2 separate regions of the Zea mays genome follow, and region 2 is linked to region 1. The links are chromatin contacts, called in public Hi-C maps. All regions are on one chromosome and are shown on one strand. Each heading gives the region's core, a stretch centred on a gene start, on an enhancer-like site or on the middle of the called end of the contact. The rest is flanking DNA. Distances are from core to core; before and after follow the strand shown.

Region 1 (7,731 bases), core at 2,375-4,874:
GCTTCGTGCCAAACGGGTTCGGGCCAGAAAAGCCCAAACAATTTTTGGGCCGTGCCGTGCCAGCCCGAAGTGTAAAAACAGTGGCCCAGCCCGGCCCTAAACCACGTCGTGCCTTCGTTGGGCCGTGCCGGCCCAAGCCCGGCCCGTATATTTGACCACATAAAATCAAAATATTATAATCATATAAAATTCATAACTTACTAAATTAAAGATATTAAACAATTATAACATCATTTAACCACATAAACTCCAAATATAACAACAATATACAGTCGATATCTTATTAAATTAAAGAAATTAAATAGATTGGGCTCAATTGGGCCGTGCCGGCCCAAGCCCGGCCCATCTGTGCGTGCCGTGCTGGGGGCCCGACGGGTCGGAATTTGAGGCCCGGCCCAGGCCCGACTTCGGGCCGTGCTAGCCTGGCCCATATTATTTCGTGTCGGGCCGTGCTTTGGGCTCTTATTTTCGGGCCGTGCTCGTGCTGTCCCGAAAAGCCCGGCCCAGATTCCCTGCACTACGTGGGAGAGAACAGAGAACGGCAGAACCGTGCGCCAATCTGTTGTGTGGACACCTACACTATAAATTTAAGTAGTAGTAGAGATATGCGTCATGAATCCGGCGCCCATGTTCTGCCCAGTTATTACGTAGTACGTAGGATAATTAGGCGGGAACAGGCTTCGTGTCTCGAGGACGAGCTTTGCCAAAGGATAAAACATTTGTCTCTTCTGCCTGCTTGTTTGAATATATATTCTTTGTTTTCTTCGTCAATGGAGCACTTCAACCACCAAGCTTAATTTGGCACCTGTCGTGGCACTTATGTTTTCTAGTGTATTTGCTAAGCAGATGCCGATGAGCAAGGCCAGTATACTGCCAGGTTTTCGTCTAGGCTAATTGCTTTATTAATTTATCCACTGTCATGTGCAGTTTCTTTGGTTTGGAACGCCCCGACATACTGTGGTATATAGCATACATTGATTTGCAGAGAACATTTCAAGAACATGCTCTCCAGTAGAGGATATAGATACATGGATAAAATTTGCTGGCTCGAAGCCAAGACATCTGCTGTGGGCATGAAAACCAGCTGAGCCAATGCAAGACCCTCACCACAAAGCAAGAAATGCTGGCTCTAATCATACTCTCATGTCAAGCTATCAACACAGCCTTTAAAGACCACACCGACACGCCCAAAAATGTAAAATGGAAGAGAATAGGGGAGGAAGAAGAAGAAGAAAACGAGCAAGTGTGATAAAACGAACCCTGCTACTATTCACATGGATCACATTATCGTAATTCAGCGCCTGACTGACTATACTTAGCAACGCAACTGTGCAGTTAGCAGCCAAACCTCCACCATGGCTTTCTCGTCGAAACGTTGCACTCATCACCATCATCATCAACGGCGGTCGATCCCGCCGTCACTGCCGAGTGGGCCAGGGGCTGTCAGTGCAGCAGCCTCTGCCGCTTGGCTATGAAAGCCGGCGGGCAGCTGGCGGCGGGCAGCACGGACATGGCCGCCGCCGCCACCGGCCGCTTCATGCAGGCGGTGGAGGCCAGCGTGGCGGCGCCTAGCGGCAGCGTCGTGTCCGGGGCGCGAACCGTGGGCGGGTTGCGCCACCGCGGTAGCTGCCCGGCGACGAGCAGATTCTGCAGCAGGGGCCCCGCCTCCATGACGGCGGCCAGCAGGCGGCCCCTCTGCGGAAGGGGCCGCTTGCTGGCGAGCGTCTCGAGCACGGCGTCTGCCGCCGGCGCCGACCCGCGGCCGCAGGCTCCGGGCTGGCAGTGGCGCTGCTGCACCGGCTTGGGCGGCGGCGCGGGGGGCGTGGCGGGGCTGAGCTTGCAGCGCCGGTCGGCGGAGGTGACGGGGTCGAAGAAGGGGTCGGCGGGGGACGAGGCGAGGCTGCCGTCGGAGTCGGTGACGCTGGACGTGACGAGCGGCGGCGCCGCCGCCGCCGCCTGCGCGGCCAGGAGGCGGAGGCTCTGCAGCTGGTCCCGCGCGTCGTCGCGCTCCCTGGCCACCTCGCGGACCAGGCCGGCCAGCTTGGCGATGCTCTGCTCCTTGCGCCTCAGCTCCTCCCTCGCCGCCTCCAGCTCCAGCGTCGTCGCCAGCAGCGCCTGCTTCAGCTCCGCCACGCTCTGCTGCGAGTGCACAAACAGTTTGCAGCGTTAAAAAAACAATCGAAAATCTAGTAGTGTCTCCATGGCCGCTTGGAGATTGCCAACAGAGGGAACGAGGCGTCGCGGAACACAAGGTGGTGGGGTGAACAGAGACATACTACATGGCAGCACGATCGAATGATTTGGATTCCTGCAAATGATTGCGCCATACAACCACCACGGCTACTCAAGTCCGTTGGAGACTTGTGGGAGTCCAAATCCACCCCATGCGGCCATGCTGCCCCATGCTGGTGCTGGGCTCCTCATCCTCTTCTCCACCCTTACCCCCCAAAAAAAACATAACCTTTTCTTTTGTAGCAAAACAGGCATGCTTCGCTCAAAAAAGGAGGAAAAAATAACGTCTCGAATCACAATCACACGCGGGGGCCCAAGGCAGAACACACACCATCATTGAACACCAGTGCCAAGCTTTTTGTTTCTTTCTCTCCCTCTTTTCTTTTTCTTTCGGTTGGAAAAGAAAAAAAAACAACAGAGTAAATGTGAAACGAACCAGACGGAAGGACAAGTCAGAGGAGGAAGAAGACGCGGTTTTTCCAAGAGGCGAGCCGAACATGCAAGACCATGCGAGACATACAGAGACAGAGACACACACAAAGAGAGAGATTAGGGAGGGAGGAGAAGAATTCCACCACGCTAAACAAGCGTCAAGTCGTGCGCGCGGATGGAGGCGGAGCGCAGCAGCACCGCCTCCTAATTCGCCGGCGGCCTGCCTAACCCGCCTTTGACCGCGGTAGCTAGCACTAGTAAATGCGACGCGGGGTGGGGCGGTGCGGGGAGGTGAGATCCCCTGCGGCGGCCGTGCCGCAGCGGCGTCGCCCCACCCCGTCCCGTGACGGCCGCCGGCTACCGGCCAAGAAGAAGGACAGAGAAATGCGGCGGCGGCACAGGGAGTAATCTAGAGAGAGAATGATGGCCGGCTAAAGAAAAAAAAAAGAAGAAAAGAACAGAAGAGAGTACCTCTTGCGGGGGCTGCTGCAGGTCGTCGAGGAAGGAGGGCCAGAGGGAGGAGAAGAGCGCGGCGTCCGGGCCGTCCCCGAGGAAGAGAGGGAGCTCCATGGCCATCGCGCGCGCGCACTTGATCGCCGCTGGCGTCCGTACGCGGCCTGCGGGAAGAGGAGCGGAAGAGAGAGACTAGCTAGGGAGGGAATGAGGAAGCCAGGGGGGAGCAGCGGCGAAGACGAGAGAGAGTTATATATATATATATATATATAGTAACTATATGGACAAAGTTTCATCGTTTTCCTTATTTCTTTTCTTCGTCCATTCAAGGCCGGCACCTCTGGTCAGTTTTGCATGCATATGGCCAGGCCAGGTACTCAGGTGGGGTATAATAAAATTTCCATACTATGGATTACTTTCCAAAGGGAGAGCCTTTGTCTGGCAGGAGTGCAAAATCACCTGCGAGAAGCCTCAATCCTGCCTGCACTACAAACTTGAAACCCCAAGCACCGGCACCTTGTACATTTCGGCACCACTCGCAGAACACTATGCTACATATATACTCTAAACGCATCTCAACGCATCTCGTATGTGCGACATGATCATTTTCACACATATATGATGACTCACCGTCTAGTGTCTAGAAACCAATGTCATAAACTCTATTATATAAATAAAATATCTTTAAAAAATAACTAAATGAAAGAAACTAGACGAGGAGGAGGATGGCTTCGATGACCAGCCACATGTAGGTTGACCGAAGCGACTACAAGGTATAATTCTTCAAACTCTTCATAGTAGTTTTTCCTCCTGTTTGACCTTATTCTGAGCAGCAAATTCAGCAAGAATGGGTATATTTATAGTCGGTACCCGGCAAGTGTGTAATGAAAAATGTAGTGTAAGGCTTACTGAGGATAAAATTAAGCTATAACTTTTTCGCATTTTTAATTTTCTTGGTCAAAGACATATCTTGCCTTCCAAAAGCAAACTCCTACTGCTCAGAGTCTTTACAGGGTTGGTCTTTAGATCCCTCTGTCGAGGATTCTCGATAGTGGATTTATGGGGGTAGGTCGCGAGACCGAGAATTGAAGGTAAAACACACAAGAGACACAAGATTTAGACCCGGTTCGGGCTCCCGTCGTGAGATAATACCCTACGCCCCAATGTTTTTGGTGGCTAATGGTCTGTTATGTGTTGTTTGGTTTGCGGATCTATGCTCTTAGGGCTCCCCGACTCTATTTATATAGTTCAAGAAGAGGGGACGTGGTTACAAGGGTGAATGCGAGTAGGTTACATGATAGATCTAATCCGGTAACCTAGTTATATGAAAATCTAACTTTCCATAATTATAAGTGTGCCTTACTTATCTGTTAAAATCATGTCCTATTTGCCTATAACTCTGCCTTTATGGTTGGATTTTGTCCTATCTATTTAGAATTTTAGACTTGTCTCTTCTGTTCTAGTAATATCTCTGTCATATCTGTACTACTTCTAGAGCCATCATATTAGACCTTCGAAAAACCATGACAGCTGAGTTTAGGGACCGGATAGAAGATGACTCCGGCAAATTGACCCTACACGTCAATCGCTGAGAATGAAAGTCCACATACGTACGGCGTAGCAAAATTTTAAAGTTATTCGAATTTTTTTGTATTAATTATTTTCCCTACTATTTAAATGAAATATATTTAAAAATAACTAAATGAAAGAAACTAAACGACGACGAGGATAACTTCGATGACGAGCCACGCGTAGGTTGACCGAAGCGACTACGACATATAACTCTTCATAGTAGTCTTCCCTCCTATTTGACCTTATTCTGAGCAGCAAATTCAGCAAGAATGGGTATTTTTATAGCCGGTACCCGGCAAGTGTGTAATGAAAAGTGTAGTGTAAGGCTTACTGAGGATAAAATTGAGCTATAACTTTTCGCACTTTTTATTTTGTTGATCAAAGACACAACTTGCCTTCTAAAGCAAACTCCTATTGCTTAGAGTCTTTACAGGGTTGGTCTTTAGATCCCTCTGTCGAGGATTCTCGATAGTGGATTTATGGGGGTAGGTCGCGAGACCGAGAATTGAAGGTAAAACACACCGGTTTCGGGCTCCCGTCGTGAGATAATACCCTACGCCCCCAATGTTTTTGGCGGCTAATGATCTGTTATGTGTTTGGTTTGCGGATCTACGCTCTTAGGGTTCCCCGACTCTCCTTATATAGTTCAAGAAGAGGGGGCGTGGTTACAAAGGCGAATGCGAGTACGTACATGATAGATCTAATCCGGTAACCTAGTTATATGAAAATCTAACTCTTTCCATAATTATAAATGTGTCTTACTTATCTATTAGAATCGTGTTCTATTTGCCTAGAACTCTGCCTTTATGGTTGGATTTTGTCCTATCTATTTAGAATTTTAGACTTGTCTCTTCTGTTCTGGTAATATCTCTGCCATATCTGTACTACTTCTATAGTCATCATATTAGACCTTCGAAAAACCATGACAGCTGAGTTTAGGGACCAGATAGAAGATGACTCCGACAAATTTGACCCTACACGTCAATCGATGAGAATGAAAGTCCACATACGTACGGGCGTAGCAAAATTTTAAAGTTATTCGAATTTTTTTGTATTAACTATTTTCCCTATCGAATTATTAGAGAATTTCAGGGTATGGCATTTACTCACCCAGCCAACCAGCTCCCGTGCAAAGTTTACAATTCGAAGGACGATCAGCGAGCAGCAGCACATTGACATGGGGCAGTGGCTCGGGTTTCTCTGCTGGAATGGTCATGCGCGTGCGTGTCGTCTGCAATCTCCTTCCCGCATTTGCCAGCAATTAATTAATAAATGCCCGGCTCTGCATGGTTGGCAGGCGTAATTCTCTTCTCTTCTCTGGTGTTCTTGAGCTGCATGCGCCGCGCCGTGCGGTGCGGTGCGTGTGTTTTGAAAATGGAACCTGTGTCGCAAAAGCGGTGTGAACATCGACTCGGCCTTCCTTGTGTGCTCTATACCGGTAGGAGCACTCGGTGTAGTGTAGACGTCATTTTTATATCTACATGTAACAAAAAAAAAACCGAACCGATTTTCGTTTCTGGGTGAGTACCGGTAACGATAAATTTTACCGAAAAAACGGTGCTTACCGAGAAAAAAAATGTAATCCGTTTGTATAGTTGCATAAAGGACAGTGGACATCGTTGTCCATTCCCGGCCGGTTACATAAAAACAATGTAAGGAAACCAGCAGCGAGAAATTCCAATAATAATAGACCCAAACTAATTAAACATGGTAATATAGTAGTGTATATATATCATCCGAAGATAAACTAGTACAGTACGTTTGTATATACATGTTTTTGTTGTACGCTGTCCAGGTACGCTTAACGAGGATATTATATTTATTTAATCATGGGATATGTATGGTTTGCCGCGTGTCCTCATCAGTCACAGTCAGTCATCACACTCACGGTCGCCTTTGGCTGGACATGCATGCACCCATGTGTACTCCCTTCATCTAAATTTATTTATTTAAATGCACTTTGTGCCATTTGAAATCTTTCCTAAATTAAAACAAGTGTATTTTAGGGTCAGGTAAATTAATTTAGTCTTATTTAGTAGGTTTTTCTTTACATTCTCTGCTTCGAATACACGACGACCATTACCCATGAAAAAAAAAACAGTTTTTGATAGGGTAAATCTCTATAGTTTTAAAGTAACATCCACTACCGGAATTTGGCTTTTTGTCGAGTGTCATATTCTTTGCCGAGTGTTTTTGTCTTTTTTTTTGACACTCGACAACTTATTAAGACAGTAACCACGTACATCCCATGCCTAGCTAAAATTGAACTCGCGACCCCTCAAGTAAATGTGCTCATAGCTACCACTACACCACATGTGTGTTTATGTCTACATCTATTATAGTAAAAACATATACTACATCTCTCCCGAAGCCCACCTGCTACCCCTGCACAATGTGTAGTAGTAGATAAGTATCATCGAGATTATTAAATTATATTTTTGGATTGAGGAAGTAGTATTTCAAAAGAAGAGACTTGCATGCAATTTTTTTGTTTGAATAATATTTTCAACTTAAATTCTTTTTTTTTGCATGTGTGACATTTATTCTCCATAATATTTTCCATGAATCTGACTTATAAGTCATTTTCATAAACCAATGCCAAAGATGAATCCATGTTTCTTACTTGAAAACCCCAAACAAACACCACTAGCACGAGGCGCTCGCGTTGGCGTCGTTCATCGACGACGAGAAGAAACTTGGTGACTGCCAGTTCGACCTCTATAAGCAGTCCTACGTGGTCCATGCACCGCGCTGTCCATCGTCAAACATGGGGACCTCATGGTCGTCGCCAATGCCGACGACTTTCGGGTTGTTCTAGGCACCGCAACCGATGACGGCGCCATCACGCTGTTCAGCTCATCATCCACCTGAAGCCCAACCTGCCACATAAGTCGCTACTGACCGGCCATGAATTCTTGTGCGTTGGGATGACGACCATTGTTGCTGTTGTCTGAGTGTCCTCGAACAAGATGTATGTAGAGGAGTAGCACATCCGGTGGTGCAACGACCAGGTGTACTACCTCGCTGATGAGCCTGGGGTGC
Region 2 (7,731 bases), core at 3,643-6,142, 81 kb after region 1:
CTTTTGCCGTCCTTTGCCATGAGGCACTTGTGGCCGACGTTGGGGAAGAGGAGTCCTTTGGTGACGGCGATGTTGGCGGCGTCCTTGTCGGAGGAGGTGTCAGAGGAGCTCTCGTCGGAGTCCCACTCGCGGCACAAATGGCATCGCCGCCCTTCTTCTTTTGGTACCTCTTCTTTTCTCTCCTCTTTCCCTTCTTGTCGTTGCCCCTGTCACTGTCACTAGACAGTGGACATTTTGCAATAAAATGACCGGGCTTACCACACTTGTAGCAAACTTTCTTGGAGTGGGGCTTGTAATCCTCCCTCCCTCATTTGCTTGAGGATTTGGCCGAAGCTCTTGATGATGAGCGCCATTTCCTCGTTGTCGAGCTTGGAGGCGTCGATGGGTATTCTACTTGATGTAGATTCCTCCTTCTTCTCCTCCGTTGCCTTGAATGCGACCGGTTGTGCTTCGGGCGTGGAGGGGCCGTCGTGCTCGATAATTTTCTTTGAGCCTTTGATCATCAACTCAAAGCTCACAAAGTTTCCTATTACTTCCTCGGGAGACATTAGTGTATATTTAGGATTACCACGAATTAATTGAACTTGCGTAGGGTTAAGGAAAACGAGTGATCTTAGAATAACCTTGAACATTTCATGGTCATCCCATTTTTTGCTCCCGAGGTTGCGCACTTGGTTTACCAAGGTCTTGAGCCGGTTGTACATTTCTTGTGGCTCCTCCCCTTGGCGAAGCCGGAAGCGACCGAGCTCCCCCTCGATCGTCTCCCGCTTGGTGATCTTGGTTACCTCGTCTCCTTCATGCGCGGTCTTGAGCACGTCCTAAATTTCCTTTGCGCTCTTCAACCCTTGCACCTTATTATACTCCTCTCGACTTAGAGAGGCGAGGAGTATAGTTGTGGCTTGGGAGTTGAAGTGTTGGATTTGTTCGACCTCCTCCGAGTCGTAATCCTTGTCTCCCTTCTTTGGTACCTACACTCCATACTCAACAATGTCCCATATGCTTTTGTGGAGTGAGGTTAGGTGATGCCTCATTTTATCACTCCACATAGAATAATCTTCACCTTCAAACATAGGTGGTTTGCCTAATGGAACGGAAAGTAATGGAGTGCGCCTAGAAATACGAGGATAGCGAAGGGGCATCTTACTATACTTCTTGCGCTCATGGCGCTTTGAAGTAGTGGAGGCCGATTCCGAGCCGGAGGTGGAGGGTGACAAAGAGTCGGTCTCGTAGTAGACCACCTTCTTCATCTTCTTCTTCTTGTCACCCATCCGATGGGACTTGATGGAGGAAGAGGATTCCTCCTTGTGTTTGTGGGCGGACTCCCTTGAGTGTGTTCTTCCCGAGCTTGCAGACTTGTCGCCGGTCCCGAGATCCCTCTTGGCAGATGCTCCCGACATCACTTCGAGCGGTTAGGCTCTAATGAAGCACCGGCTCTGATACCAATTGAAAGTCACCTAGAGGGGGGTGAATAGGGTGAATCTGAAATTTATGAACTTAAGCACAACTACAAGCCGGGTTAGCGTTAGAAATATGAACGAGTCCGAGAGAGAGGGCGGAAAACAAATCGTGGGCAAATAAAAAGTGAGACACGATGATTTGTTTTACCGAGGTTCGGTTCTTGCAAACCTACTCCCCGTTGAGGTGGTCACAAAGACCGGGTCTCTTTCAACCCTTTCCCTCTCTCAAACGGTCACTTAGACCGAGTGAGCTTCTCTTCTCAATCAAACGGAACACAAAGTTCCCACAAGGACCACCACACAATTCGTGTCTCTTGCCTCGGTTACAATTGAGTTGATCACAAGAAGAATGAAAAAGAAAAGAAGCAATCCAAGCGCAAGAGCTCAAATGAACACAAATGTCGCTCTCTCTAGTCACTATTTGATTTGGAGTGATTCCGGACTTAGGAGAGGATTTGATCTCTTTGGTTGTGTCTAGAATTGAATGCTATAGCTCTTGTAATGTGTTGAAGGTGGAAAACTTGGATGCCATTGAATGTGGGGTGGTTGGGGTATTTATAGCCCCAACCACCAAAATGTGGCCGTTGGAAGACTGCTGTCGCATGGCGCACCGGACACTATTCGGTGCGCCAGCCACGGCAGCCGGCCGTTGGGTTCTGACCATTAGAGCTCTGACTGGTGGGCCCTCTAGGCTGTCCGGTGGTGCACCGGACAGGGCCTGTAGACTGTCCGGTGCGCCAACCGCTCGTGCTCTGTCCTCTGCGCGCGCAGGCGCGCATTAAATGCGTTGCAGTCGACCGTTGCGCGCGAAGTAGTCGTTGCTCCGCTGGCACACCGGACAGTCCGGTGTGACACCGGACACTGTCCGGTGCTTCACCGGACAGTCCGGTGAATTATAGCGGAGCGGCCTCCCATTTTCCCGAAGGTGGCAAGTTCAGCTTCGAGTGCCCTGGTGCACCGGACACTGTCCGGTGGTCCACCGGATAGTGTCCGGTGGTCCACCGGATACTGTCCGGTGGCACACCGGACAGTCCGGTGCGCCAGACCAGGGTGCCTTTTGGGATGTCTTTTGCTCTCTTTGTTTGAACCCTTTCTTGGTCTTTTTATTGGCTTATTGTGAACCTTTGGCACCTGTAAAACTTATAGAGTAGAGCAAACTAGTTAGTCCAATTATTTGTGTTGGTCAATTCAACCACCAAAATCAATTAGGAAAAAGGTGTAAGCCTAATTCCCTTTCAAAGTGCGTGCCACCTAACCCTGGTGTGAATAGCCACGCTCTCTGCCCCGCCTTGAACGTCGGTGGCCCCCTGCCGGAGGTTTACGTCAGGTTCTTTCCGACGGCTTGCGTCACGCTCCATAAGACACATGGCACCACCGGGTCGTCACCTGAGCAGGGGCAACATCTAGAAGTACACGCAGATGTGGCAGCTCCAGACCACCCTAAGTCGGGGTCCAGAAGGTACTCAGGGGAGTCCGGGCTCCTTTGGCACTGGCCCGAATAGGTGACAACACTAGACCTCTTTAGGGCGGTGGTCCGGGACTACACCATGGGGGTCTGGCCCCAGAGCGTAGCTGTAGAGAGTCCTTATTCTCGGGATACGTGGCGGCTCTGGGACCCTTCAGCTAGGGATCAAGAGAGCCCACGTGGAAGTTGGCTTCCATCTGAGGCAGTAGCCTCGTCGGACGAGCCTATACTCTGAGCTAGGGCGGACCACTTGTGGCTATGCGACTAATGATAGCCACATGGGTCCCGCCTTGACCCAGTAGGCGTGGGTACCATAGCCTTGAGATACCAACAGACACGACAAAAGATAATTTAAAAATGACATCGTAAACTTACATCTAAATTAGCTTTTACATCTAAATTAGCAGCTCTGCTAGGATAATTTTAGACACACCATAATAAATTTATTTCTTTTCGGTTTGCCACGTCCGACATTATGAAAAATGGTATAAAGCAATTTTTTGGTGTATATAGTGCATATATTAAATCATGACTACCTACCTCAGATTTAACGTCCCTTATTCTCATGTATGTTTTGCAAAAAAAAACACCCTTCAGGTAAGGTGGAAGTAATAAGGTGGAAGTAATGAAGGGTAGTGGTGAAATGTGTTTTTTTAAATATACTTGACAATAAGAGACGTTAGATTTAAGTTAAATGGTCATGATTTAATATTTACACCATTTATACTAAATTACCATATGCACCAGATATGTTCCTAAAAATGGCATCCATTCCACTAACCCCATTTCTTATAACAAACTAGCGTATAGCCAGTGCTAACGCTATGATCCCGTCGGGAGAGGTCGACGGTGGCGGCGATGCTAGTGAGGGGAGGGACGAGGGATGATCCAAATAATACTGTCTATTGGTTTTCAGTGAGTAAGTGAGAACGAAGGGATTATCCAACGATCTAAACCGTAGATTTTGATGGTGTGTTAAGTCCTAGTGCAATTTGTTTGGTGGGTTTTAGTGAAGATTATGGGTGCGTGGGTGATTCAGTTGAGTGGGTTTTTTTGTAAAGTTTGAACCGATGAATTATCGTAGAGTTGTATAGAAGATTAAAGTAGATATATCATGGTGCCAAAGCAACACATCATGCGAAGAGATAATCTAGCGAAATAGGCAACTAACGCGGCGATAATGGAAGGAAAACCCGGAGGTCGTCGGGGAACAAGGCGACCAGGGTGGTGTGTGGCCCTGGGTTTAGGTTTTCTGTACGCCAACGACGACGCTGCCCCTCCGGGCTGCGGCGACCACCCAACGGCTCTACCCGCCAAAACGTCGGCGGACCATGTGCGGCCACAGTGCCCGGCCGATCGACGACGCGGCGGAAAACCCCACAGTACCCATATGTCACTCCTCCACTCACCAACCTCCAAATTTTCAGTTTCAGCTACATGCTGCCGACCTACTACATGCATGCTATAGTACGCACTACTAACTAGGTTCCATGTTGGAGCAGGTTTATAGAAATGTAAAGTTTTTAGAGCATATTTTTAGGTTTATGCATGGTATTGAAATTTTGAAATTGCTCGACTGAATAGAACAATTCTGAAGAAAAAAAATACAGACACTTCAAGCTAACAAACAATGCCATCGAGCATGAGGCTGCGGTCTCTATGGTCTCTGCATGTCTCTTCCGCTCGTGTGCATCATCAACTCCTCTCTAGTCCGCAGATCTATCGACTTCGAGTTTGTGATCAAACCAAGTCATGCAGCTAGCCATGCAGGGCAGGAGTGATCATGTCAAGAATGGCGGAAGGTAAAGGAGGCCATGAAAAAGAAAAAGAGAGAGAGAGAGCAATTGTCTGTGGGCGCGCGGCGCCCGACGCGGTTGTCGTATTCGCCGCGGCGCTCTCCCGGTCCGCACATGGCGTCCATGTGTGTGTGGTGTGGCGCCGGCCCGGCAGTCCTCCGCGGCGTCTCCATTCATTGGTCCACGCGTCGCTCTCTCGTACACGTGCGGCGCGGAACGCGGCAGCCCCGAGCGACTGGCCGTCGGAGACAGACCAGCCGGCCAGGACACCCTCCTCCCTCCAATGGTCCCACCTCTTTATCCTTTTCTGAACAAAAAAAAAAATGCCTTTCGATCCTTATTAACATGATCTTATTATATACATACACAGTATATACATGCCACCGCTTAAGTATACATATACGTGTATTTTCATTTTATACGACGAATGGTATATATATATATATATATATATATATATATATATATATATATATATATAGTCAGTGTATAGTAATGTACTCTTGCTTTGCCACTAATAGTTGATCAGTTTGGTTAAGCACAGCTGCGCACAGATGGTTGCTGATCATTGGCCAGCTGCTAATTAATCATTTTGAAGTGTTGCCCAAAGACAATTGAATAGTGGCGAATCTAGCCAAGGAAACTGTTGGGATCATCATTAGGGTCAGCTGTACGACAAGTTTTTTTTTTAACTTTAACAGCGTTTTACTACAGGATTTACAGGAGTTTTGGGATATCAACTGATCCTAATAATCCCCCGGATTCGCCCCTGCAGGGCTGCAAGAAGAGATTCTGTTTGTATACTACTATATGCTAGTAGCACGTACTAGCTCCAACAAAAAAACACCAAATCTTGGAAGGTACAAATATATGTACACGCGTTTTTTTTACAAATTTTTTAACAAGCTATATGTACACGCGTTTTTTTACAAATTTTTTAACAAGCTATATGTACTGTTGTTGTAGAATACAATCGTTGAAGAAAGCAAGGGGCGAGCAATATATATTAAGTTATATATATACTACTAAAAGCCAGAGACTATATTATGTTAATTAATTATATATATATATATTGTCATCCAATTAATAATAGATGCATGGGGCCGGCCAGCAGGGGCAATCTCTCATGCATGCATCGGCCAACACCTGGACGATTTCTGAATCATTAGATATGCAGTGGAACCAACCACCATGCATGCCAGCAGCAGCAGATTCAATGCATCCAATGCAATGCAGCCGATGAAGGACGGGAGGGGAAAGGGATATGGAAGTATTGACTAATTAATTAAAGCACCGACCTTTAGTAGGAGTACAGACGACGACATGTAGCAGTCCATTGTTGGCCGAACAGGAGTCTGGTTCATGTAACAACAATTACTGAGGTCCATCCAATAACACACTCAACAGTAGTTAGTAGAGAAGCGGTTGATCGGTGATATATACTCGAGCTAGAGCTAGCTAGCTAGCGCGTAGTAGGAATCCATGACACTCGAGCAAGAGAGTCCGAGGAGACGACCATGGCCCCGTTTGGTTTGGTTTGGCTAAGAGGATGTTTGAATGCGCTAGAACTAATAGTTAGTTAGTTAAAAATTGGTAGTGAAATTAGCTAGCTAATAAATAGTTATCTAACTATTAACTAATTTACTAAAAATAGCTAATAGTTGAACTATTAGGTAGAGTATTTGGATGTCTCAACTAATATTAGCCACTAACTATTAGTTTTTTAGTGCATTCAAATACTCCCTAAACTTTATTGACAAAATTTTAGTCACTTTTAGTCCTTAAAGAAGCAAACATGATGACTAAAATAGAGTGACTAAATTTTAGGTTTTTTGTCACCAAGATCGTGACTAAAAGGGCCTAAAGTAGTATTTTTACCTCACTTACCCTCTCCTCTTTCTAAGCGCAGCAGGTTCCACTAATTAATAGGGATAATACAATCATTATTCACACCAATTAACGCTCTTTAGTCAGGTTTAGTCACAGAAACCAAACGGATTACTTTAGTGTCACTAAAGTTTAGTCTGGTGACTAAAGACACCAAACATGACATATATATATCTGGTCTCCACACTTAGGGGTGTTTGAATGCTCTAGAACTAATAGTTAGTTGGCTAAAAATTGTTAGTGAAATTAGCTAGCTAACAAATAACTAACTAACTATTAACTAATTTACTAAAAATAGCTAATAGCTGGACTATTAGCTAGGGTGTTTGGATGTATCAACTAATTTTAGCCACTAACTATTAGCTCTAGTGCATTCATCCACTAGAGCTAATAGCTAGTTGACTAAAAATTATTAGTGGAATTAGCTAGCTAATAAAATGTAGCTATAATTTACTAAAAGTAGCTAATAGCTATAGACTATTAAATAGTTTGAATGTATTCAACTAATTTTAGCAGCTAACTATTACATTTCGTACATTCAAACACTCCTTAGCTAACTACTGAACACCATTAATCTAAGTGGCTTATTTCTGCGATAGCTTGTCGAATGCTGAATGGAGACCTATAATGAGGTGCTGTAGGCAGCTAGTACTATGCGTGCATGCATGGACCACCAGGGATATGCGCATCTGCCGCCACATATTTATTAAACTCGTTATTCTGTATTTTTGGATAAGGGTCACGCAGGCTGGTCTGATATATACGATCACCGATCACGCATGCACGCATTAAATGGAGTGCTCCTGCTCCATCTCCTGCACGTCGCCTTGTCTGCTGCTCCCACCGCTGGACCACCGTACCTGGCAGCCGGCTGATCAGGCTGGTACGTACACACAACTGGAGTACCTAGCTATACGGCAAATTTTAGGAGATGATACTATTTAACATTATTTGCAAATTGTGGTTTGAAATAGGGACTAGACGGGATCCGTTGAAGAGGTAGATCGTGTATATGGCCGTGCGGATCCCTGTTTTATACGATAGATTATATAGTTTATAGGGGACGTTTAAAATAAAATGGATGAGTAAGTTATCGAACATAGCATAAAAAGAATTCGTTACAAAG

Evidence for each region. Hi-C and Micro-C count contacts between places; a contact is called where the count stands out from the background.
Region 2: a contact with region 1 is called in a Hi-C map of bundle sheath, with 2.6 times the contacts expected there. The contact joins the enhancer-like site here to the promoter of LOC103629223 in region 1. A contact is called at or near these places in 5 of 25 Hi-C or Micro-C datasets (bundle sheath, endosperm, leaf and 1 more).

Annotation. Positions count from the first base shown.
Region 1 is chr6:42,453,063-42,460,793 of Zm-B73-REFERENCE-NAM-5.0, forward strand. It overlaps LOC103629223 (translation initiation factor IF-2), which reads right to left and starts at 3,625. Exons shown (of 2, transcript XM_008650400.2): 1 at 3,136-3,625; 2 at 954-2,136. The coding sequence starts at 3,240. The coding sequence ends at 1,444.
Region 2 is chr6:42,532,534-42,540,264 of Zm-B73-REFERENCE-NAM-5.0, forward strand. No RefSeq gene overlaps it. Among protein-coding and RNA genes, the nearest start is that of LOC103629223, 80 kb to the left of the region's middle. Within about 2 kb of position 4,893, at least 18 of the 20 cell types and tissues checked have an H3K27ac peak or open chromatin away from gene starts, as enhancers often do. A contact at or near this core is called in bundle sheath, endosperm, leaf and 1 more, where this site is marked.